4 separate regions of the Zea mays genome follow, and regions 1, 2 and 3 are each linked to region 4. Evidence: chromatin contacts called from public Hi-C data. All regions are on one chromosome and are shown on one strand. The core of a region is the stretch at or near the end of the contact, and the rest is flanking DNA. Distances in the headings are between cores, read along the strand shown. Region 1 holds the start of LOC100284848. Region 2 holds the start of LOC100502317. Region 3 holds the start of LOC100279376. Region 4 holds the start of LOC100282405.

What was found. Hi-C and Micro-C count contacts between places; a contact is called where the count stands out from the background.
Region 1: a contact with region 4 is called in a Hi-C map of leaf, with 3 times the contacts expected there. The contact joins the promoter of LOC100284848 here to the promoter of LOC100282405 in region 4.
Region 2: a Hi-C map of ear shows a contact between it and region 4, with 1.7 times the contacts expected there. The contact joins the promoter of LOC100502317 here to the promoter of LOC100282405 in region 4. A contact is called at or near these places in 2 of 25 Hi-C or Micro-C datasets (ear and leaf).
Region 3: a contact with region 4 is called in a Hi-C map of leaf, with 10 times the contacts expected there. The contact joins the promoter of LOC100279376 here to the promoter of LOC100282405 in region 4. A contact is called at or near these places in 4 of 25 Hi-C or Micro-C datasets (ear, endosperm, leaf and 1 more).

The regions. Positions count from the first base shown.
Region 1 is chr8:115,558,591-115,564,989 of Zm-B73-REFERENCE-NAM-5.0, reverse strand. It overlaps LOC100284848, which reads left to right and starts at 2,555. Exons shown (of 4, transcript NM_001157743.2): 1 at 2,555-3,019; 2 at 3,149-3,355; 3 at 3,442-3,864; 4 at 4,324-4,864. The coding sequence starts at 2,761. The coding sequence ends at 4,541.
Region 2 is chr8:115,878,220-115,884,674 of Zm-B73-REFERENCE-NAM-5.0, reverse strand. It overlaps LOC100502317, which reads left to right and starts at 1,511. Exons shown (of 1, transcript NM_001196795.1): 1 at 1,511-2,864. The coding sequence starts at 2,101. The coding sequence ends at 2,553. It also overlaps a transcript of LOC100274190 not described here.
Region 3 is chr8:115,617,419-115,624,413 of Zm-B73-REFERENCE-NAM-5.0, reverse strand. LOC100279376 reads left to right here and starts at 4,675. Exons shown (of 4, transcript NM_001360968.1): 1 at 4,675-5,078; 2 at 5,169-5,311; 3 at 6,969-6,995. The coding sequence starts at 4,775.
Region 4 is chr8:115,746,542-115,753,430 of Zm-B73-REFERENCE-NAM-5.0, reverse strand. LOC100282405 reads right to left here and starts at 5,228. Exons shown (of 6, transcript NM_001155316.2): 1 at 4,912-5,228; 2 at 2,959-3,908; 3 at 2,572-2,833; 4 at 2,253-2,450; 5 at 1,977-2,125; 6 at 1,339-1,896. The coding sequence starts at 5,010. The coding sequence ends at 1,626.

The DNA of each region.
Region 1 (6,399 bases), core at 1,306-3,805, 190 kb after region 4:
TTCTTCACGTAAAACCATTCCGTCATCCAGTCGCCAGGCCACCTCTTTCGAAAGGTCGGCACTGGGCAGCTTGACCCAGACCGGGAGCCGAAGCTGTAGCAGCCAAAATTGTTGTGATACTGTTCCTTACCCCAGGGTTTTGTCTCGTATATCAATTCGTGTATGTTGCAGAAACTTTTCGCATCAGGTTCCAGGCCTTGGCTTCTACCGGCCCACACGAAGATATTCATCCTTATGATTGCTTCGGGGGTAAGTTGGTGAAGGTAGATTTCAAATATCTTCAGCACCTCTACAACAAAGCTGCTTAGGGGAAATCGTAGTCCAGCTTTCAAGAAGCTTCGGAATACTACGACTTTATTTTCCTCAGGAGTTGGACAAGTCTTCTCTTCTTCGTCGGCCCTCACAACGGACAAGTCCCGGAAATATCTTCCCCTCATGTTGACAAGATGATTTTCTTTAATACTTGATTTGCCGAAAACCGCATGGCTTGGTCGCCAGGGTCGATCTTCGGAGTCTTCACCTCCACTATCCACATCATAGCTGTCACTGTCACCAGTATCTTCAGATAAACCCTTCAAAATTTCTTTAGTAATCTTCTCTATATTAGTCTTCGACATTGATTGAAGAAAACCCAGATGCATCTCCTCAGAAAGACTTAGCTTCGAATCACCAACAGCTTTTTTACCTTCAGACATCTTTGCAAACGCTGAAAAATCGCTCTCTAAACCGAAGCTTTAAAATCTAAAAGGCCAAGCAAATGTTGTTGCACGTAGGCTAAAGGTTGGGTGAGTAAAAACGGTTGGCAAGAGAGCGTACCAAATAACTCAGGATGAGGTCTTATTTATACGCCCAGAGCATTGAAAACTGGAGGGTCCCGCTTGTCAAAGACTGATTGCTATTCTAGCAAAGGGAAGATGTTTTTTCGGACCTTCGGCTTAAGGCCTTCGTCCATATCGCAATATGAATTTATCAGTACAACAAATTAATATTGCGAGGGGCTACTGTTGGGGGCCTTCGGCTTCCGAAGGTCCTCAAAAACATGATTTGACAATGTTTTCCAAGTGAAATGTGTGAGCAGGTATCTTCGGAATTGGATTACGAGTATATAAGATTATGGTCAAGACGAAGCTTGAGTGGGACGGAAGGCGATTGTGACGAAGGAAAAGATCATTACGAAGCTATGCGCAGATAAACTTCGGCATGACAGTAGAAAAGGGGAACCGACTTAAAGATGAAAAGCCAAATTAGACCTTGAAGAATTACTGTAGAGTTATTGATAAATGTAAAGGGCACTAATGTAATTTTACACGGGCTGCGTCCCGTGCCTATAAATAGATGAACAGTACTCCCGTACTGTCCACGCTGACTTGGCATTCGCTTTTGTGTTACACTTGTATTCTCACTCCTTCAAGCCGAAGGTACATTTGTAATCTACTATTGTTTGCACAAATAATATAAATGGAAATAGATTAATGATAATGTTTACAAAAAATTATGTTACTTTCTGTACTTTGTATGAATGTTCTTCATCTTTTATCATAATCATGAAGGCATGTCTTTCATGACCTTCGTCCTCCTAGATTCATTATATCCGAAGGGAAATAATGATCCGAAGGACGAAGGGCTTTGACATTTAATATTTTATGTTGCCTTGTTCTTGATTCATAGCATTTGAGAACAAGTCCCCAACATATACTATCTTTGTTATCGGATGTTTTTCGCGTTTGAACTAAACCATGACAAATAAAAAAGAACGGAGGAAGTACTAACAATCTTTAATTATTCAGTAGCGGTGAAGATTAGAAAACATGGATCAACTTGTAAAAAAATTTGGTGACAGATATCCAGTGTCTGATATAATATTCCCTCCCACTGTCTATATTTGCCCATAACCAAACACCACTTATATATAAACTAGACAGTTGCATGTGCTTTGCTACGGTTATTATATATCATAGGTATTGAGATATTTATTCAAATATAATTATTGTTTATTTCTAAACACGGTACGTTAGGTCTGGTGGTTAGTCTCAAATTTACAGAGCAGTGGGGTGTAGATTCGAGTGCTCGCTTTTCATTATTTCCTAAAGCAAGTTCCCCGCCAACTGCCAACTGTAGCTGCCCCCTTCGCTAAAATTTACCCTTTTTTAATGGATTTACCCTGCAGAACTCGAGGTTTTTGGTGCATACAAGTATTTTTGTTAGAGCGCCGATGGGCAACTAAGGTAGTGTTTGGATGAAGGGACGAGGAAGGATGAAGAGGGATAGGATCACTCTAATTTGACTCGCGTTTGGTTTGGAGGTCCAGAGTCAGGGTCAAGAAATATTCTTCAAAAACAGTGGATGAGGTCATTCCTCAAAAAATAAGGGACGTTGACACTGAACCAAAACACTACCTAAAGGAATACTTATGGTCTTCCCACTACTTGATATATAAGGGCCGGTATTTTCACTTGCGGTTGAAAAAATTTGTGCGTAACGTTAGATTAAAGCTCCTTTTTAATGCAGATATATCCATAAAACTAAACGCACTCTAAAAATCTCCCGTGCGGCAGTCCACATGGCCGCACCGCCTAGACACGGGTCGCGCGCAATAACCCACCGATCGAGCTGAGCACGCACGACCTGGCGCTCGCTTTAAACTCTCGCTCTCAATCGTCGTCGCCTCGGGCTCTCGGCAGACAGCTGCGGCGGCGTGCCTGGCAGTGAAGCGGTAGCAGGTAGAGCCAGCCAGTCTAGCTTAGCCACCACACTAGTGTGATGGCGACCACCGGCGGCGGCAAGGCGGCACTGGTGCTGGGGCGGCTTCTGCTTCTGCTGTGCGTGCTCGGCCATGGAGCTGCGCAGCGGTACAACGCCATCTGGAGCTTCGGCGACTCCATCTCCGACACCGGCAACCTCTGCGTGGGGGGCGGGTGCCCTTCCTGGCTCACCACGGGGCAGCCGCCCTACGGGGAGACCTTCTTCGGCCGCCCCACCGGACGCTGCTCCGACGGCCGCGTCATCGTCGACTTCCTGGGTATGTGGCTATGTGCACACACAGACACAGGACGTACGCAAGAGGGATGGAAACGACGAACTGGCTGTTGGACTGGACTGACTCGCTGGTACACTAACACTGTACCGTACGTGTGCATGGATTATGCAGCCGAGCACTTTGGGCTGCCCCTGCTGCCGGCTTCGAAAGCCGGCGGCGACTTGAAGAAGGGGGCGAACATGGCGATCATCGGCGCCACCACCATGGACTTTGACTTCTTCAAGTCCATCGGCCTCAGCGACAAGATCTGGAACAACGGGCCGCTGGACACCCAAATCCAGTGGTTCAGGCAGCTGCTCCCCTCCGTGTGCGGGAAGGGTACGTGTACGTCGATGCATGCATAAACACCATTAATTACGCGGCGTTAACTGCATTGTATTGGTGCCTTGGTGGCCGGGCAGCAGATTGCAAGAACTACCTGTCCAAGTCCCTGTTCGTGGTGGGCGAGTTCGGCGGCAACGACTACAACGCGGCGCTCTTCTCGGGGCGGTCCATGGCGGAGGTGAGAGGGTACGTGCCCATGGTGGTGAGCAAGCTCGTCCGCGGCCTGGAGGCGATCGTGAGGAGCGGAGCCGTGGACGTGGTGGTGCCCGGGGTGCTCCCCATCGGCTGCTTCCCCATCTACCTCACCCTCTACGGCACCTCCAACGCCGCCGACTACGACCGCGACGGCTGCCTCCGCGCCTACAACGGCCTCTCCTCCTACCACAACGCGCTGCTGCGGCGGAGCCTGTCCGGCCTGCGCAGGACGTACCCGCACGCCCGGATCATGTACGCCGACTTCTACACCCAGGTCACCCACATGATCCGGGCCCCTCACAACTTCGGTGAGTAGCTTGCTGCTTTCGCTTTGTGTCGTCGTCGTTTGCTAGACTGGAAAGGGATAGATCCAAAGCATGCATGTTCGAACGAAGATGTAGATGTAGCTACGTGTGTGTGCATGCATAGTGAGCATGTTTCAATATTTATTTATTTATTTGGATTCTTAACCCACCAATGACTCATGCACATCCTGATCAATTATATATATGCCCTGGGGACCATATGCATGCATCATGACCTTTGTTTGTGCAAACAGTTAGGAATCAATACCCTCCTAATCCAGTTGGCATGCGTATTATTATATTTATGCATATATCATACAAAACCAACCAATACTTACTTTCCATGCGCTAGCTGTTCGTTTTTATCTTTGAACATGTTTCTCAAATAAAGGTCGCCATTACTGCTAATTAATGATATATAGCTGTGTACTATATATATACGTTGTGACACTTGCATTGCAGGGCTCAAGTACGGCCTCAAGGTCTGCTGCGGCGCCGGCGGGCAGGGCCAGTACGGCTACAACAACAAGGCGCGGTGCGGCATGGCCGGGGCCAGCGCCTGCGCCGACCCGGGCAACTACCTCATCTGGGACGGCATCCACCTCACCGAGGCGGCCTACCGCTCCATTGCCGACGGCTGGCTCAAGGGCCCCTACTGCAGCCCTCCCATCCAGCACTGATCGAGCTAGCTGGGCCGGGGGACTGAATAGCTAATTAAGCTAGCAGCATATTATTCATGAGTGACATCATCGTGCTTTGTTTGTTTACGGCTAATTGCCATGTGCATCATCCTAGCGCTCTAGCAGGTTCATCAATGATGGGTTTGCTATTTGGTTTGTCAATTAGTTGTTCAATTGGTGAGGAAGGGGTAGCTGGTGTTTCGGCGGTGTGGTGGGAACAGTGATGAATAAACGTGTAATGGACTGTTTACAATTAGCTACGACGTACGTGAACAATAAGCTCATATCACAGCAAACAACAATATATGACGGGAAGGAGCACACGTAGAGAGGTCGTTCTAGTATCAAGGAAATAAACCACCTAGAATGTTGTCAAATCTCATCGAGAGACATAGCAAACAACAAGATATGAAAAGTTAGGGCAATAAAATGATAGTAGATAAGTAATTTTTTTGGTGATTATATTGAAAGTTAGATTTCTCAATCGGCCGTGATCTTCCCATTTACATAGAGAGGGTTATCTTACCCTAGTTGGAAACAAGTTCAAAATACAGTCTTCAATTTTTTCACGTCGAAAATAGATCCAAAAATCAATTTGAAACAAATTGACTCGGAATAGGCAAGAAACCTGACCCGGTCGGTTCACGATGTCTAGCTCTTCGGTCCACATCGTCGTCCATGTTTGCAGCTCCTCGCCGGAAATTGGCCACTCGATCGATGGCCTCATTTGAACACGAATCGGTCGTTGCTCCAGCACATGCATGCGCTGGCGAAGTCATGTAGTATCCGTCTGAGGCCCGTTTTTTTGGCCTGGTCTACGCCCGGCCCGGCACGTGAGTGATGGGCCCGGGCTAGCACGACCCAGTAGAGCAGGCAGTGCCTGGACTGAAAGCCAGGCATGTGGGCCGGCATGGCATGGCCTGCTCCCACATGGCCAGCCCGGTATAGGCCCGTCTATCTATCTCCCACCTCTCACCCCCTCACCCTCAGCCGCCGATCTCTCACTCACACTCGACTCGACCTCCCTCTCTCTCCTCGACTTGGCGATTCTCATCTCGGCTCCTCCGTCGCGGCGCCACCCCGATCCAACGACCTCGGCGCCCTTGGCTCCCGTTCCCGACGCCGGTGACCTCGATCCACCAGCTCCTCTCTACCCTAACCCCTCTCCCCTATCCTATCCTCTCTCTCTCTCGGTGAACTATGTGAGTTCGTGTTGTTGTCTAGTCCTCCCCTCCGGCCCTCCCTCGCTCACCGTCGTCTCTAATCAGTGTCTGTCTGTCGTCTGGGTGGCCCCCATATTCTCCGACATCGGGCTCCAGTAGCACAGATAAACCCTAACCCTAGATCTCACTTGTGTCGTTTTGTCGGCGTTTCGACCCGGGGGGTCCCTGGACCGACGAGTAAATTGTCGTTGCGTGTCCCAGCCCAGATGGGTCGGCGCGAGCCGGAACACAAGGGGGAAACAGTAAGGGGAAACCACGACCTCGTGTTGTCCTGCGCCCAGGGCGGATGCGCTTGCAGTAGGGGGTTACAAGCGTTCGCGTGAGAGAGAGAGAGAGAGCGAGAGCCTTGTGCGCCAGCCCGTTCTCCCGCGCGGCCACCCTCTCGTACGAGAGCCCTGGACCTTCCTTTTATAGATGTAAGGAGAGGGCCCAAGTGTACAATGGGGGGTGTAGCAATGTGCTAATGTGTCTAGCAAAGGGGAGCCAGAGCCCTATGTACATGCCGTCGTGGCTGTCGGAGAGGTTTTGGCGCCCTGTTCATGTGATGTCGTGGCCGCCGGAGGAGCGCTTGAGCCCCGTGGAAGTACAGCTGTCGGGGCTGTCGGATCCTTGCTGACGTCTCCTTGCTTCCGTAA
Region 2 (6,455 bases), core at 262-2,761, 130 kb before region 4:
TTGGAAGTTATTTATTTCCTACGGTTTCCAAAAAGCCCGTAGGAAGTTATTTGCCTCTAGGAAGTTCACTAGTTTGGTGTAGTGAGGTAACTCCGTAGATAGCTGCGAGTCTTCTCCATGCGTAAGTGTTGCTTCGCTTCTAGCCTCTCTCGAATGCTCCCCGTCGTCTTTACTATCAAGCTTCCGGCCAAAACATCACGAGACTCGTTCTCTCCGGTAAATAGTGGCGACCACACAACAAACACGGTTGGTGTGATCTCGCTAGACTCTTGCCCCACTTGGTACAATTACAACGATGCACGCAAGCGTCAGTGGGTTTGAGGGTGTCTAACCTCGCTCTAATCACCGAGGCATAACCTAGAGCAAACGCAATTAAGCGGTCTAACTAACCTAAACACTTCGCAAAACACCTACGCTAATCATCTAGTGATTCTTTTAGCACTTGGGTGTTTTGAGCTGAAGGATTTGTGTCTCAACACACCACTATGTTTCTTGGTTCTCCACACTTGCAAATAGTCGATTAGGTGGGTATATATAGAGCCCCAAGACTGAAAGAGTCGTTGGAAGGAAGTAGACTTTTCTGCATCACACCTGACCGGTCCGGTTGACCATCTGTGTACACTAGACCAGATTTGGTGCCTTCCATATTAGCTACCCATTGGATGTTGCCAGCCTTCTGACAACACATCGAACCCGTCCAGTGAGTCAGTAGTGTACACCAGACTTGTCCAGCGCTTCCCATGTCACTTGACCGTTGGAGCTATATATTCTTGACCGTTGAGCCTCTGAGTTTGGTGTGCCACCAGTGTGCATTGGACTGGTTCGGTGTGCAATGAGGCTCGGGTGTGTTTTGGACCCTCTCTGAGTGTCGAGTTCAGTGCCAGGTCTGGTGCACCATAGGACCGGTCTGGTGCACCCAATTTTAGCCCAACTTCTTTTCTTCATGTTTCTTTGTTGGGGCTTTTCCTGTCTTGTGTCTTGGTCTCTTGCATGATGTTGTTAAGTCTTCAATGGGTCTTCTAATGTATTATTTAAGGTGTTGCTCTCAAGGTTATTAAAACGATGTTAAAATGACATTCAAACGTCGTTTAAACGACAAAACGCTATATAGGTGGTGAAACGCTGTAACGTTTTCCAATTTGTCGTAAAACATTGTTTTATGTCATTTGAACTTCACATTTTGGCGTTTAAACGCTATATGCAGTAAAACGTGGCGTTTCTAGTATTTTAGTATACTGCTCACCTGTGCAATTTGGCCCAATCCAGTCCAGTTCAGCCCTACCCGACCTCAGCCCCTCTCTCACGCTCAAGCCATCAGAGTTATTAAAACCTGAAGCTGTTTGAAGCGCTCCCCGCGTTTCGTGGTCGCGTTTTTGCATAAAGGCCCTCTGTCTTTTCGCGATTTAGCTCGTGGCCCTTGCTCGAACACCTGTCCGCGTGTGGCACGTAGGCCGGACCCGATTTTTTCTTCAATCAAGCTCTGAGCGTCTCCTCTCTTGCCCGCTGTCCACTTCCCTCTCATCCTCTCGACCTCGCTTCCTCCCTCCCACCGTGCCCTGCCTTTTCCTCACGACCTCGCCGCTGATTGCGGTCCCCCATGGAACCGTCGTCCTCTCAATCCGTCCGCCGCTCCATCGTCTTCCTGTATTTGTGCTGCTGATATGTGTAACTTGTGTTTCTCCAGGTGAAGGCGGCCGAGCACGCGGCCGAGATGGAGGCGACGGTGGTCGTCGCGGCTGCCGTGGAGGCCGAGGAGGAGGAGGCTGCTGCTGCTGCGGCTTCGACGCCGCAGCGGTCTGGGAGGAAACGGCCCCGCGCGATTGGGAGTGGGCGGTACCGCTCGGTGTCCAGGTGTTTCTCCCAATCTCCCCTGCTTTCCTCATCCTGCTGCCGCTTTTGCTTTTAATCGCTGTGACAGCATAGCACCCGCCTCGTCTCGCTGCCGGCTGCCGCTGGTGATCCTGCTCCCTGTGGCATTGGCCCTAGCCAGCAGGCAGGCAGTCGGCCAGGGACGGATGGACGGAGACGACGGATGGAAGCCGCAGCCACTAGCCAGCCACACCGCAGACCGCGCACGCAAGAGAAAGAAGCGGTGTTTGCATGGACTGGGATTGCCGACTTGACTGCGGATTGACGGGGACAGGTGGGAGCCAGAACCGCCCGAGGACCCTCTTCTCCTCGGCCAAGAGACCCACACCGCAACTGGAACCCTCTTCTCCTCATCCGACGACAGTGGTGGCCACTGCTCCGGCCAGGCATAGCATAGGCAGCCTGGTTACACAAACCAAAAAAGGTATCCCATACCCACGCTACTGCCTACACCTACGAAACCTGCTTATCCTGCTGCAATTTCTGCTAAATTCGTGGCTAAATTCAAAGAATGGTAGTGTGAAGTGGAATCAAAATGGGAACTGGGTGCAGACTGCCTCAAAGGATCAGATTATTAAGGTCCGTGGCTTGTGCTTTTTATTTTTCTATCTTCTTCAAAGAATTTTCGGATTACAGTGTGCACTCTATAACCAGAATTCTATACTATCTATGGAGATGGCCTAATCCATCCTATAACCAGGATCGATAAGTTTGTTTTTTGATGCCAGTAAATTATTGATTTTGGTCCATTTGCTAATTCATTTTGCAACTGTATGACATTAGATCCATGAAAGAGCAGCAATCCTTCTGAGGGGACGTCGCTGGTTAGATAGTTATTACAGTATCAAGATTTTTATATGTTCCTTTACATATTTTAAGGTTCACAAATTGATACTGGTTTTATATGTAGCAGTTCATTGTTCACTGTAACCATACATGTAAACCATAAGCAAATGTGATGTAGGAGATTGTTATATAAAGAGACTTTTGCAGCCACTTTGATGTTTTGTTTTATGCTTCTTTTTGTGAAAAATTATTATGGTGCTATTTGAGTGATTTTTTCTTATTACAATTTCACATGCTTATGTGAATCGCATAGCGCCCTATAGGGCGCTGTCTTATTCTAGTTAAGGTCAAACGCTCCTCCCCTGTGCACGACTGCGGGCGCTCCAGGTCGACCGTCGCCACTCCAGGCTGATGTCACCTCTCGCTGTTCGCTAATGCCTAGCCGTGCCATCGGTTCAGGCTCCCACTACCACTCGCCCACTCTAGTTGGGCCGCCTAGCGCTGCTCGCCTGTGTTGTCCATGCCGATCAACGCCGCTAGCCACTAATGTCGTTTGCTGCTCCTCTGGTCCACTGCTCCTTTGTCGGTGTCGTTCGCTGCTCCTCTCCCAACGTCGTCCGATATCCTCTATAGTATGCACACGCCGACTCCCTGTATCTGCCTCTTGTGTTGGCCTGGACAACACACATAGCAAAATCCTTTGCTGGTTCATTCCTAGACTACTGGTGGTAATCTAGTAATCCTACTGCCTACTAACCTATAACCTCCAAAGAGCTCTGTTGCTCGCTTGTTAAAGGATTTTATGTTCTAAGCATATGCATTCCATTATTGCAGAGTATATTAGAGGGGAGATGACTTATTTTAGCATGGAAGCATCTACAACTGGCTCTTAAATACAAAGTGATGTATATGATCCACTGAAAGATCCAAAAAGAAGCCCAAATCTGATGATCCAGGCTGGATGTATGCCTATTATGTAGAGCCTAGCAAGCGAGAGTTGATCCAATGCACTGTTTGTCTGAGGCGGATTTATAGAGGAATCTTGAGGGTGGAGAAACATCTTGTGGGTGGATACAAAGATATCCTCAAGTGTCCCAATACCACAACTGCAATTGCTAGAGAGTTAAAGGCGACTCTAGATGAATGAAAAAGGGAAAGACCAAAGGGGTGGTGCTTTGACGAAACTGAAACAAATGAGAATGAAAATGATGATGTTGTGGAAGTAACTGGGTCATCATCTAGTGGAGGCAACAACACTAGAACAACTGTCAAAAGAAAGGAATTATCAAGCAAGCCATCAACCATTGGGGCAACAAAAAACCCATTACATCTTTGCTCCGATGTACACCCAAGAGGTTGTAGCAGAAAGGTATGCCAAGGGGGCAACTCAGAGAACCATCAATGCTGCAATGAAGCCCAAAGAAGAGAAGTTGTTTGTATGGAGATAGCCAATTTTTTTTGTGAGCGTGGCATACCCTTCAATGATGCCAACTCAAGACAATTAAGGTAGCTGTAGAGGCCATTACACATTATGGTATGAGGTTCAAACCTGCTACTTTCCATGATCTACGAGAACCATTGCTTGCGAAGGTTGTCAAAGAGATAGATGGTGCGAAGAAAAAGAACGAGGATGCATGGAGTCAATATGGCTTGTTGGTCACCTGCTCTAATTCCTAAAAGGGACCAAAATAGGGCAAAACAATTAATGACAAGGGGCCTTCATTCCTTCAATCTATTCATAAGATAGATTAAAGGAAGAAGATTATAAGAATGATGAGATCTTCGAACAAGATGAAGACATCTAGGAAAAAGGAAATTACTACCGCACTCCTTTTAGTGTTTCTTCTTCATCATGTACAATTACAAGTATACCTTTTGTAGGTAGAAGAAGTGAAGAAGGTACAACTTCATAGGTGGAACAAAACAGATCAGAGCCAAAAAAGGTGTTCCCTATGCATGATACTGTACACCTATTTATAATGGTGGGGTACAACTTTGTGAAAATTACATTTATGTCCTCAGTCCTTTACATGTGAGCTACAAAATCAATCGAGGGCATTGTCGACATTTCCTTCGTAGTCGTGTTGAATAAGCCTTGAAGATTTCATTTATGCCTTTGTCAACATGCTCATATTGAGAGCCAAAGTTCGATGCTTCTCCTTCGTCCTTTTGTGATTATCAGCCGCAATGTTGATTGAGATGAAGGTATCCTTCATTAATCACCTTGTTAGGCCTGGGACATACTTAGAAACAATTGTTGAATTAATGTTTTGAGGACCTTCGGCTAAGGGAGGCCCCCCAACATGGCTACACCCTCATGTCACATGGATGGACAGACATGAGGGGTCGCCATTTGATCAACTTCCTAGTTAATAGCCCTGAAGGTACATTCTTTTTAGAATTACTGGATGCATCGAGTGAGTCTCATGATGCGATGATGCTTGCAAAACTACTAGATAAAATAATTGAGTAGATTGGCAGGGATAAGGTCATACAAGTTGTAACTGACAATGGTGCCAACTATAAGGTTGTAGGGCACATTTTGGTTCAGATCACTCTGAGCTTGTTTTGGACCCCATGTGCTGCTCACTGCTGAGACCTTATGATGGGGACATAGGAAAATGGAAGTATTTTATGAAGCCTATTGCACATGCTCGTCATGTCACAACATTCATATATAGACATGGGAGGACTCTAAGTGACATGTGGGTGCATACAAAAGGTATGGATCTTATGAGGCCTACTGCTACTAGATTTGCTATTGCATTCCTCACATTGAGGACTTTACATAAGCACAAGGATCCATTAAGAGCATTATTTTCTGGTGATGTTTTCACTCGCTCCAAAGTAGCTAAAATAGAAGCAGGGAAAAAGCATATAACATTGTTTTCTCAATAGAATTTTGGCATTCAGTTGAGGATTGCCTTAGAGTTTCATTACCACTACTTGTGCTTAGATTGGTTGATGGTGATGATAAGCCAGCCATGCCTGAGGTTGCAACAACTATAAAGATAGCAAAGCAAAAGATTACTTTGTCATTCTCTATTCAAAGCAAGAAAGCTTGTCTCAACCACATCATTAAAATTGTTGACAACTGTTGGGTGAAACAAATGAATCCTCCATTGTATGGAGAATCACTTTACTTGACCCTGAAAAATTCTATAGCATGAAGCAAAGTCATGATGAAGGTTATGTTGTAGAGCTAAGGGGTTGCTTCAATGATGTACTTGTTAAAATGGTGCTATATGAAGACCTTAGAGACAAAATTGATGCTTAGGCAGTCCTTAATGAGAACCAAAGAGAAGCATTTGCAAACCCAATGGTATTAAAACTGCTCAAACAAGAAACCACGTGAGTATTCTAAAAGTACCACTTTAATTGTTACTGTCAGCATGCATAACTTCATTTCCATCATATAAATCCAACATATTTTGCCATTTTAGGTGATTGGTGGCTTGCATATGGTGGTCGAACCATTGAGTTATATAAGTTTTCAAGACAAATTGTTAGTCTTCATGTTTCATCATCTGATTGTGAGCGGATTTGGATCAAGTTTGAATTTGTAAGTTAACTAACAGGATCATATTACACTATTAAATTTGTATTTATTACCCATTTATTTGTTACTTGCAACTTGTAGATGCATACCAAGAAAAGGAACGTGCTATAGCACAAAAGATTGAATGATTTGGTGTATGTTTCATACAATAGAAAGATGGCCACTAGGTTCCAAAAAATGTGTGAAGAAGGGAAGGACTTCGATACTTTGGTTCTTGAAGATTTTGATTGGGACAATGAGT
Region 3 (6,995 bases), core at 3,426-5,925, 130 kb after region 4:
GGGGGTTATAAATACCCCCAACCACCCCACATTCAAGTCATCCAAGTTTTCCCCCTTCAACTACTTACAAGAGTTCTAGCATTCAATTCTAGACACACCCAAGTGATCAAATCCTCTCCAAACTCCGCACAACGCCCTAGTGATTAGAGAGAGAGATTTGCTTGTGTTCTTTCGAGCTCTTGCGCTTGGATTGCTTTCTTCTTTCTTGATTCTTTATTGCGATCAAACTCACTTGTAATTGAGGCAAGAGACACCAATCTTGTGGTGGTCCTTGTAGGAACTTTGTGTTCCAAGTGATTGAGAAGAGAAAGCTCACTCGGTCCGAGGGACCGTTTGAGAGAGGGAAATGGTTGAAAGAGACCCAGTATTTGTGACCACCTCAATGGGGAGTAGGTTTGCAAGAACCGAACCTCGGTAAAACAAATCCATGTGTCACACTCCTTATTCGCTTGCGATTTGTTTTCCACCCTCTCTCGCGGACTCGCTTATATTTCTAACGCTAACCCGGCTTGTAGTTGTGATTATTCCTGAGAATTTCAATTTCGCCCTATTCACCCCCCCTCTAGGCGACTTTCACCATCGGAGTTGGGAGTGCTCCAGCGTAAGTGCCACCAGTATAAACAACAATTCCTACTTCTTTAGTGGCAGTATCCATTCATGTGCTAAAATCAGTGTCAGCTCCAGCACCAGTTCCTCAGATTTAGTAGACAGTTCCCTCAGAGTCCGCCAGTGCTCCAACCCTTGAGTCAGCACCTGTTCCAGCCTCTACAATAGATCCTAGATCCGATTCTAACTCCGACCATGATATAGACTATGAGCTTACTTCCCGACCTCACCTTGTTGTGTCTATGCCTCCTCCTTCTTTTGGTCCCTAGGTTAGGGCATACCTTTTGGTGCTTGACGCCAAAGGGGGAGAGAGGAGAGTGCATGAGAGTTAAGGGGAGCTCTATGAGAGTTAGGGGGAGCCAGAGAGAGAAACTCTTGATGTTTCATGATTTATGCTTTTGTGTTACTCTCTTTTGATTCTCAAATTTTGTCTAATACTTAATGATATGCTCCCATGCTCTTTTGATGACTTGTGTGTTTTTTATATGTTTTCACTCACTTAATACACCTGTCATGCAATACTTGTTCATGAATTTCATTCTTATATTTTGAACAAGTTCTATGTCATGTATATGCGCTTATGCTTTTCACAAACTGTATACATGACGTGCTATTGTCAACCTTATGAATATCGCTAACGATCTTCAACAAGCTGACAAAAATTAAAACAAAGTTCTCTCACACTCTTGAAGGGTTGTCATTAATTACCAAAAAGGGGGAGAATGAAAGCATCTAGGCCCCTAGTTTGTTTTAGTGATTAATGACAACGTAAGATTATTGTGACTTACATATGTTTTGCATATTATATGGTAAGTTAGGTCACAATGAAGGAAGATGGGCTTCAACAGGTGAAAACAACTCGTCTGATGAAAATCGATACGATGGGTAAAAAGATGAACCAAAAGGTGAAGGACTACATATCCTAAGTGTCAAAGGAGTTGTCAGACACTTAGTATAAAGTGAGGCCTTTTATTTTGTTTTTAGTCGTACTATAAAGAGGTGTTGTGATTGAGTAACTTGACCAAGGAATGACTAGTGTAGTGTTGTTGCTTATACACACATAGAACTAGTGCTAAGTGTCACTGAATAGCCCACACGAAGTTTGAAGTGAAAACCAATTTGAAAAACATAAGTTAGAAAGAGTTAGAGTGTCATGTGCACCGAGCCGGTGCAGTGGCGCACCGGACCATGCACCTAGAGAGCACTTTCCTGTGCCTCGGCTGAAGTGGGCCATCAGACCGGTCCGATGGCTCACCGGACCATCGACACAAAGAGCATGTAATTTGGGCCAGTTTGCCATTGTACACCAGACCGATCTGGTGTACTTCGTTGGCGTGCCGGACCCTCTACACAGTAACGACTAGTTATCAGAACTAGCCATTGATTGACGTCACATGATGGTCCAGTGGCGCACCGACTGCTCTGGTGCGCCCACAGATTGTGCAGAATAGTAACAACTAGTTTTTGGTGGATGGTTATTTGTATCCCATCCAACAACCACATTCATTGTCTTGCCTTCCCAAGCATAGTGCATTCATTGAGAGACATTCAAGACCCTTTGCAATACTAATGTGATTAGTAAAATCATAATCTCATGTTAGGACCTCATTAGTGCAAGTGAGAGACACATAGAGCACACACCACATTCATTAGACTTCTCTTGGTCAAGTGAAACTCTATGGCTTGTTACTCTTGGTGATCGGCATCCCCTAGACGGTTTCATGGCATTTTGAGCGTGGTGGTCACTCGTGTTGGTGACCCGACTCGATATTGTCCGCGATTGTGAGTGATTCACCACGCCGGAGTGGTGAAGAATCAACTCATAGTGAGCACTTAGTCCTTGCGCAGACTAAGGGGAGCTATACCCATGAGCGGGTGCTCCAACGAGGATTAGTGAAGAGTGCCGACTCTTCGATACCTCAGAAAAAAAATCAAAGGAGTCTTCTTGCCCTTGCTTTACTTTTCTCAATTACTTTTAGTATTTACATTCCAAGTACTTGCACTTTCTTAGTATTTGCCATGATGACTTAGGGCTTTAACTTTCTTAGGTTCTTGAGGTCTAGCTAAGTAGTTGGGTGAAGTTGGGCTTGAGGTTAGGGTTTAATCTTTTGTAAGAAATTTAGAAAAGCCCGATTCACCCCCTCTTGGGCATCGTGATTCTTTCACGAGCAAGAGTCTTCGATGTGTGAAGTATCTCGTGGGGGACTTAAGCTTGATCTTTGGAATCACTTGAGAGGATTGAAAGAGACCCAGTCCTTGTGACACCTCAATGGATACGTAGGTTTCTTTTGAAAACCAAACTCCGGTAAATAAATCATCATGTCTCTTGTGTTTGTTTGCTTGTGATTTGTTTTCCCTCTTCCTCTCAAAATCTCTTGCTTTGATTATCTTTCTAATCATTTGTGTTGCTCTCAAGTTTAATCAAAATTCATTGAGCAACACTTTGCGAGAAGAACTCATCCCCAACTCTAATTATTTATTTCTTGCTCAAATCGACTAATTTGGGATCAATTTTTTGTATTTAGTGATACATTTAGGTTTCGTCTATTCACCTGCTCTAGGCGACATTCAAGGAGAAAACATGGAAGCAGAGGGGCCAAACCATCACCAGCCACTATGCAATGGACCGCTCAGCAATTTTTCCATCTTTGGTTTTGTGAAGCTTATTTCCGTTCTTTCTGTTTTCAATAACGAACTCAACAGAAGGTGTTTTTCGGACAATCTGTGCAAAGCCCTCTTCATCTAGATTCGTTCGTGGTTTGAATCTGTTATAGAAAACGAACTAATCCCGTGAGTGACTACTGTTGAGGAGAAGCCTTTACCGAAGGTCCTCAAACTTATTGATTTCGTTGCGTTGAGCTTGTTTCATAGATAATTTAACAAGTTTCGTCCATAAGCTTCGACAAGACAAAGGAGGAAACAACAACTTCGTCATCTCGATTACGACGTCTTCGTTCAGCCAAAGCTTTTACCATGGATAAAACTCCGAATGAACCTGAGCACTGAAAAAACAAAGGTATCTAGAAGAGATGTAAACGAATGCCTTGTGAGGGAAAAAACACGGATGTCCCTATCAAATTTTGTAGGTCATGTATATAGGAGCCGGGACAATAATGTAATTTCGCACGAAGGTGTACGTCGCCATATCCCTATAAATAGGAGAACTGTGCCGATGCATAGGTCTCTCGGACAGTTGCTTGTGTGCTTTAGTCACCTTCAACCCGCTTGCCCTTCGAAGCTTCTGGTACGCATTCACCTTCGAACAATTCACGAGTGTTCTGAAGGTATCCTTGTAATCAATTACAACAAATGAAAAAGAATGAGAGATCGATTATTTGTCCCTTTTACTTAATTACCTGTACATTTAATTCGCTACTGTTGCCTTCACCCTTCTCTTCTTGTCTTCTATCTTAAGAATGGTGAGGAGAGAAGATACCCAAATAGGTGACCAACACATCTCACTTTTAGTAATAAAACTTTATTGAAATTTAACTAAAAATGTATAAAAATACACCGATAGTTATGATGCATAACTACTATAGTAATAATAAAATACATATTTATATAAATACTCCTCCGTTTCAATTTATAATTTATTTGTTTTTTAATCATAACTTTGACACTAGTTTATTAAAAAATTGTGAAAAAACAAAAAAATATGGTTTTATTTATTATCAAATATAATTCACGTATAACTTATTATTTTATTTTTTTATGATTTTTAATAAGACAAATTGACGTTGACGTCGAAAAAGTTCAACGAATTATATTTTGAAACGGAGAGTTATAATATTAAGGCCGGATATTTTGTGACAGGGTACATTCGAGCACTTCGATTAGATTAAATACGATGTCTGACCCAAATAGATTTGGCTTAGGCTATCTGATTGCTTATTTTATTATTAATTTTATCTTTTATTTCAAATTTTTTCTGAAAATAGTATTAAACAATATTATTTATATATCGACATCCTCTATTTTATATTTTTTTATTTATCGTATTTTAGTTAAAAAATAAACTATTGTACCACAAGTATTCAAGAATAGAGTTACACTGTTAGCAGTCGCATTCAGGAACAACGATCTTTGGCACGGCGGACGGCGACGACCCCTCCAACTCCCCCACCTTGATATCGCCGCTGCTACGCTGTTATCACCATTCGAAGCCATGAGATCTCTTCTTACCCGCCTCTTCACCTCAACTCACATTGTCATGGCCTCGTCTTCCTTCTCTTCCTCTCCATCTCGGCGGTTGGTCCACCTCACACGCCATCTCGTCTCCTCTTCTTCCGGCGAGCTTTCCTCAGTCGGCGCCCCCGCCGCTGCCGCCTCAGATGCCGACCCCGTGAAAAGCCCACGCTCCACTGCCTCCAGGGTTCACGCCGCGGTGCTGGTCTGCCTCTTCGAGGACCCTAGCAGTGGGCCACGGGTCCTGCTTACAAAGCGCGCTTCCTCCCTCTCCTCCCACTCCGGTAGACATCATGATTCTGGCTAAAGCTTGGATTTTCCTCTGGACGATTCCTTCCATGGAGTGCTTCAGTCATTTTCTTGAAAATTGTAAGGGGAGGTGTCGTTACCCGGAGGGAAGGTGGACGATGGAGACGCAGATCCGAAGGCCACAGCTCTACGGGAGGCGAAGGAGGAGATTGGACTGGATCCGGCGCTTGTTTCTGTTGTTACAGTTCTTGAGCCTTTCCTATCAAAGGTAAGCCATAATTGTTGCCGGTACTAAGTATTGACAGGACATCTATGAAAGAGCTTTAGGGCCCGTTCGGTTGTACAGGAATAAGGCAGGATTCATTCCAGCTCATCAAAATATATATAAATTAAAGAAATAATCCCGGTAGAAATCAATCCGGGGCTCCAATCCCTAAAAACCGAACAGGGCCTTACGATTTTACCGACCAATTCTTGTGAACTCTGAAGAGTCGTATAATGGTGTAGCAATGTATAAAGTCAAACTACTTTTGATATGTATGAAGATTAATCTCGACTCGTTGTAGTGCAAAACCTCCTCCAGTATATTAAGCTAGTGGCCAAAATAATTAAGGGTCTGTTTGGATGCACCCAGTTTTTAAGAAACTGGTTTATGAAAACTGAGTTGGTTCCAAACATATTATTTTATACGTCAGTTTATAGAAACTGGATTCCCGGTTTCTTAAAAACAAAGAAGCTAGCCTTTCCTAGCTAAAGCTAGTTTATAAAAACTGAGGTGGTTCCAAACACCATTAACCATTTTTTTCATTAACCAATTTCTAAAAACTAGAGATAGAAACCAGATTTTTAAAAACTAGGTTGTTTCCAAACATGACCTAAATGTATACGTATTGGGGCCTATGAATTTGATCTGAATATTTAGGGAGGCAAGTGGTATAAGCTTATTGGTTTAGTTGAGAAGAAATAGAGCTGAGCAAATGGATTTGGTCTAGCCATTGAAACCATGCCTACAGTAAGAAGCAAGTGAAGGCGCAGTTGGCCAATGAACAAATTTTCAAAGAAATGTTTAAACCAGGGATAAACTCCCTCGGTGACAATGCAACTTTAGCCGCCTGTTTGGGAGGAAGGATACCTGAAGGGTTACATGTGCAGTTTTCTCAAAAAAAGGGAAAATACAATGTTGGGGGATCTCAGGAAGAGGAAGATATTCTGACTGCACAAAATACTATGAATAAAAAAAAGGAAACACTTTCCATATAAGCATGTAAATATCAGTATTAACCTACTATCAGGAAGAGGTGTATTACTGTCATGTCAAATCATTCAATCAAAATTAAGGAACTAACAATGGTCATAACTGGTGAATATGTTGTTAAAGGTTTGTTTCACCATTATGTTGTCAAAGGTGGGTTGTTTCACCCCGTTCATCATATCTTTTTTTTTTGCACAACCCCCCACCCTTTTCCGTGCTGATGTCATTGAAATGCATGGATGTACCTATATCCATGAACCAACAAAATCACACACACCCATGATCCGTATGAAATACAGAACTGGTCAAATGAAATCTTCCTCACTCTAGTCAAGTTTAGGAACTTTAGCTTTTACATATATCTGTGTTACTGTTGCTAGCTGGAGATAGCTTTGAGATCTCGGAACATTTTGCGTCAGCCTTCCCTTTTAAGGTCTCTACCAATCAAAGATTCACTCATTACCTTGGCTCCATCTTTTTGGAACCGGTGACAAGGAAAAAGCTTTTAATCAAATAATTTTTTTAAAAAAGTTATGCAGGGATTACTGCACGAGTATATCAGTTTGACATGCATCTCTACTTTCCTATATCTATGATGTGGCACATGCTTTTCTACTCTCCCAATGGAAGCGCAAACTGTCCAGTACTTATGCTTTAGCCTTTCTTTTTGCAGAATGGCCTCACTGTTGTTCCTGTCATT
Region 4 (6,889 bases), core at 3,979-6,478:
CCAAATTCCTCCCTAAAATCTCTCTAGAAGGCGTTGAACTAGGGCACATATTGATCATGTATTCATGTTCATAAAGTCTGGCACCCCATAGAGCTAACTCTGATTACAGGCACAACCTCGTAGGGTTAACCCTAATTGCTACAGGCACAATATGCGGTCTAACAGACAAAACTCCATGGTACGACGATCACCTAGATCTGGCATCTCCATCTTTGCGCATTATACCATACTCAAATCGTTCAACGACCCTACCATTTGATCCATACATTAACTTCTACTTCAAAACATTTATGAATGAGATTTATTCTAAAAGATTACTAGACCCCTCAATTCACTTCTAATTTGAATTATTCGCGAATGAGATTTGTTCTAAAAGATTTTTAGGATTTATCTAAACTATCTAGAACTAACAAGTGTACAACATACCTAACACATTAGACCCAACTAGATTAAGCTACTACTCATTTATAGAATGACCAACGAAAAAACAAAGTAATAAACTTCTCTAAAGGCTAGTTTGGGACACTATTTTTCCAAGGATTTCCATTTTCCAAATGAAAATTAGTTCATTTTTCCTTTGGGGAATATAAATCTCATGGAAAATGGAGTTCCCAAACTAGCCCTAAGGTACCGTTTGGTTTATATATTGGTAACGTAATGGGTAACTAATAACATTAAATTATGTTTGTTTAAGTCCAATCGTAATTGATACCACACTAGAAATGGATAACGACTTATTCAAAATTGTTACCGCCGGTATTCGATTGTGAATCATTATCATTACCATTTCCGTTAAATTTCGTGAACCAAACGATACCTAAGTGTCTCAAAACTCCATTAGTTAAAAATCTCTTAGCTCCAATTGATACTTAAAACTAGTTAATCTTTAATCTTATCATCCGTTATTTTAAAACCAAGATAAATTTCATCATTAGGGCCATGAAAACTAGTAATTATCCAAACTATCACCATTATCGTGACCTAAATCAAATGCCCCTATAAAAACACACGTTAGTCACAATAATTTTGCATCATCGTTAATCACCAAAAACCACGAAACCCACTAAGAGGCTAAATGCTTACAAAAATCCAGTTCAAAAATTCGCCAGGTGAAATAGCACAAGTTAGAGAATTGTTCTTAGTTAATCTTGAGATTAAGGAGATTTACTTGCAATATCCTACATTATGGCAACACTGGGGCAGCCTCAGAAAGAAATGGGTAATGTATTAGCAATTACTGGAGACTAGGATACTGCAAGTACTTACCAGCTAACATGAAGCAATTTGGTGGAACATTGAAGGACAAGAAAGAACGGCTGATGCATGATCATACAATTGTTGAAGATAAAAATCTTGGTATAACTGCTAGCCGATTTCAAAATTTGAAGTTAGGTATTACAGACTACAGACAGTACAGAGTACAAAGGTTGTATGGCCTTCCAGTAAATACAAGTAAAACCCCCAAATCCTCAAATCAGGCATGGAGATTCCAGAACCATGAGCTTGCCTCCAAGAACAGTCATGCAAGGGATTCTCAATTTCTCGTTCCTCCAACTATGTTGTCAAGTATATTTGTCACAGATCTGTACTTCTCACCATGGTACAACAGCTATAAACTTGGGAAACTACACAGAATGTGAAGCCTGTTCTGCAGACCGCATAACTGGAAGAGGATGGGCCTCTGTATTGAACACATACTTATCTAGGGGAAGGGTATTGTTTTCATCAAACAGTAAATACAAATACTTCAATGTTTCTCCAAGAAAGAAAGTTTCCATTTTATCTCTCGTGGAAGGAGGTAGGCTTGTGACATCATCCAATGATGTGTAACCACCAGAATCAACTTTTGTGTACTTCTCAAAAGCCTGAAAGATCTGCCAACCCCACTCCCTATACCTGTTCGTGGAGAAGGAAGAAAAGGATTAGCAAACAGTGATTGATGAAGACTGAAAAGTAGGCAGTCACCAAAATCTTACTTGGAATCCTCTGTGATTCTATACAAAACAAATAGTGATTCCACAGTCTCTGGGCGTAGAAGATTGTGACGGTCAAGTGGTTTTATTACGATATCATTGATATATTTGGAGCTTTTATTCCCACCATCAGGCCCCCCTTCTGTATCACCCTGTAGAAACTCCATATCGTAAGTCATTCATACGCAAAATCAAAATATTGAAACAGCATTAAACAAAGGATAGTTGACCAAACTCAGGAGTATATTAAGATGCATAGTGACTTAGTAAACTGTTTACCTCAATGTGGAAATAAGCTATTTCAGGAGCAAGGCCGGTAGAGGTCACGAAGTACATCTCAACACATGTTTTGGCAAGATCTTCAGCAAGCTGCAGATTTTCTATATCTTCATCAGTTAACAAATTAGTCTCAAGAGCTTTTCTCTTGGTGATACCTTTAGTTGCACCAAGAGCAAGGGTACCAGGAAGAAAACACACCTGCAATATGAAGAAATTCAGTGCTACCACAACACAAGAAAGGTCACAAAATCTTGGCCAGATAAAGAAGAGACTAAGAATATGAGTGCGAGAAAACAGATGCTCAGCCACAACTGCATACCAGGTGATCCATTTTAGGACTAAACCCGCCATTTCGTCCAAATGGAAGCTCCCCAACAAATACCAACCCATTTGGAACAGTTTTCCGAACAAGAAGATGCTTGACCCCTCTCATTGCCTCAGTATACATTTCAAATAGATACTTTAAACTACTGTCACGATATTCCTCCTGCTGAACCCACACTTTTAGCAGATACTCATAATAACTGTCCCCTCGAGATCCTAATCGAATATTCTCACCACTAAATTGACCAGAGGAGGGGCTGCATATAAAGTTAAAAATGAGAATATAAAGATTTCCTTTAAAACTTGATTCCTGTGAAGATAATCCATGTAATGACATTATGATGAATTAGTTGAAAATTATACAAGGGTAGAACAGGCATACTTGATGTAAATAGGCACCAGACCCTCCACCTTTGGGAGTGTATGTATATGCTCTAACACCTTCATTGCCGCCCTGTCGTACTTAGGATCCCCTAATACTTTACTGAGGTAACTGAACTCTAATTGCAACGTTGAAGCCTCTGAAGTGCTGCTTAAGCCATCAGGCGCTGCATGTGCAGTATGGTCACGAAGAATAACATCACTTAAAGGTATAGCTGTTGGGCTTGATGTAAAAGCCAATAATAACCTGTCGGCTAAATCCTTTGAAACTTCCAAAAGTCGCTCTGGATTAGCCTTTTTATATGTTACAGGTACTCCGGAGTCACCTGCCCCTGGATGATCACCACCACTCAAATGGTATGCACTAAGAAGCCCTCCCAAGACACGGATGGTAGTCTCAAATAAGTTAACCTGCCCTTTCTCACTAATTCTTTTCATTAGGTTGTCTTCAATCCATTTTGATGCTTCAGAAACAACATCATCAGCACCCATTATTATCGCAGTATCCAAAGAATCCACAATAGTAGCTCCTAGACCACCTAACCCATCTGTGCCTCTGTGGCTCAGAGGCATAAGCTCATCGTAACCCATTGCATACTTTTGATAACCAGACCATGCATGTTCAAATGCTTCTTTAACTTTCTTCTGCCTCGATGTCCACTCAGATGGAGACTGCTGAAGCAGAGAATTATTTTTGTAGATTTCATTTGGAGGGAGGCGTGGGGGCAGCCTTGGTGGTTTTCTCCAGAATGTGCGTATACTGGGAGATCTCCTAACATTTTTATTCTGTACTTCTTTGCCATGAAGCTCACTGGATACAATACCCTCTGAGCCTTTGTGCATAAATAAGTACAATAAGCCAGAAACCATCAACAGGCTCAAGAATTTACCAACAGTGAACTTTCCACAATGGTATTTGCTTCTGTTAGTAGCCAAGGACTGTAGAACCATCTACAAAAAGAAAGAAAAAAAGGGCTTCGGCCTTAGGGAATAAGAACTAATGAGACCACAACAGCCCTGAATAAAGTTTCCTACTTTAAGAAACAAAAAAAACCGATACAAAGAGATGTCGTTCCTCATCAAACAGAATACACAAAGATAGTTAAATTACTACAGTTCTTTCTCAGACATGAAAATAGTATTCCAGACCACAGATAAGTTTAAGACAAACAGCACTCGGAGGTATTGTCCAAAGGGTCATGGTCGTTGTAATTAGTATTCCCTCCAATCTAAATTAAGACGTTTTGCCTTTTTCTAGATACATTGGTATTGCTATGCACTTAGATATATACTACATAGTAAAAGTAATGTATCTAGAAAAAGCAAAATGTCTTTATAATTTAGAATGGAGGGAGTTTCATTAATGAGTGTGTGAGCATGATCCTTTGACTAATTAGAATGACCCGTGATTAGTGCTTCATTATGTATAGCTGAAATCCAGAAGCACGTTATGAGGTCTGGGAAAATATAAGTTCTATAGAGCCACCAAATAAGCTCAAATATTTGCGGATATATAACTCAAGCTTCTCAAGAAATGGATGAGGTACAAAAGTTCATACAAATGCGAGAGCAACAGCAATCATATGACACCAAACTAGCCCCTGACGAAATACACTACTCCAGATCAAAGCGACCATTTGATCTAGTGAATGACCTCAAGCAGGTCGAAACAACCTAGAGTAGCAGCGGTACAGAACAATTAACCATAGCAAATTCAACTGACTAGACCCGCAGATCCGAGGCCAGGGATCCCTCATTCCAACAGAAACCAGACACAGCCTAACCAATCAATCGACCAAATCACTCCCCACAATGAATCGAGTCCCGGCCGTAAACTCCAGTTCTCCACGGGGATAAGTTACACCCCAAAGTAGAGCTAACTTGAGCCTTATTAGGAAAACTCAGCCTTTTTGGTAAGCAATGGGGGCTTGGGTCGGAAGGGGAGGCGCCGCACCTTGAGGCGAGACCGGTGGCGGAACTTGGCGTTGTTGTAGGCGCCGCCAGCACCCACATCGCGCATCGAGTAGGGGAGGGGGCCCGAGCTGCCACTCATCCGCGCGGGAGCGGGGTGAGGAACTTCTAGAGGCTTCTGAGAGGAGGTGGGGTTCGCCTGCGCGGCGTCGCGCGCGAGATCCGGGTTGGGGTGGGAGACGGGAGCTGGAGGCGGGGCGGACGGGAAAAGACCGCGACCGACGGAGAACGGGAGAAGCCCGTTGCGCCGTTGCGGTCTCGCCAATCCGGTTGGATGTCCGCCTCCCCGTTTCTCTTTGCTTACCGCCTTTCAGGCCTTTGCTCTTAATCTACCCTTAATCTATACAGATTGAATGAAATTTTATATTTTTTCTATTTAATATAGGATAGAAATAATTGAACAAGTTCTTATAGTGATAAAAACTAGACAGTAAAATTTCGTACCTTCCCGTTTCGAATACCGTTTTTTCTCCATTCGTTTTCGAATTGTTTGGGAACCGATTAGAAACGGTACGAAAACGATTTAGCTAGTTTTCCTTTTACATTTCCAAGTCGTGATGATACTGTTTTTTACCGTTTTTATATAATATGAGATATATCTAGCGTATAATTTATGCAAGTTATGTACTTTTGTTGTGTTCAAGTGAATGAATAAGAGAAAAACAAAAGTTATAATTACTCTAAATAATATGAATATTAAGAAGAATTGTTAGTGTATTTTAATATCTTAAAAATTAGGCAAAATGTCAATTTAATATGTATTTATGAAAACTATAAAATATTTGTCTTTCCGACTAGAGTTTATCATTTTCGAATAACCGACAATTTTGATCGCGTATTTCGATATTTTGTTTTTTGTTTTCGTCCTGTTAGAAAAATATGAAAACAAAACCAATTTATCTATTTTTCTATCGTTTTTTACCGTTTTCATCCTTGCCGTCTTACCGGCGAGATGGCAATAGTTGGATTGACATAGGTTTAGGCTAATTTCTCTATGTATGGGTTTGTTAATAGGTTTAAATAGAAATCCAAAGGTTATGTGGATATGAATTTGTTCTTTCACTATCTATATCCGCAAACTCATAGATTTTAAAACCCACCTTAAAATCAACATAACTTACAAATATGTTTCGTAATATTATTAATTGAATATGTTGTAGTTGAAATAAACTCTATGTAACAAAGTTTAAGCTAAAATTAGTTATCACTCTGTTTCTTTTATCCTAGCTTATTAATATAGTGACTGTCATTTACATGATAAATTAGTCTTTTATGTTGATGTTAGTGGGTATGGAAAACTCGATGGGTACCTAAACCCGCATGGGCACAGGTTTGGGCAAAATTTTATACCCGTTATGGGTATGAGTTTGTAACGGGCGTATCGTTTCTTCGTGAGTATGGGTTTGGGGAAGTAAATACCCAATAGATTTTTATCCATTGCCATCTCTAGTCTTACGCCATGTTTGCTTACTTTATTCATTTTTTAAAACTTTAGTGACTAAATTTTAGTCTCTAGAATTTTCTTGTTTGATTCTAGGGGCTAAAACTGATTAAAAGGCATTAATTTTTATGTAAAAAGAAAAATATTGCCTCTAATAAATTCATGTGTTCTAGTGTCTGTCGTGACTCGAGAGACAGAGGGACAGAAACTACAATATACAAGTTTAGTCACCTTTAGTCATCCATTTGATGACTAAAAACTAAAGTTTAGAAAACCTCTGGTGGTGTTTTCGTCAACCGGGAGCACAACAATGTGCCACCGATAGGTGATTTTGGTGTGATAGCACTCAAATCCCTTGTTTTTGGACTAAGAATCGGCTATCACTAATCGAACTTTATTGGAAGTGTCACATGAGAACAAGTGAGTATTTAGGTTTCAGACCACTGGAGCGTAATACCTTACGTCTTCTTTAAGTTGTATTGGTTGGGTTGGTGTTTCATGCCTTACTGAGATGTTTGGA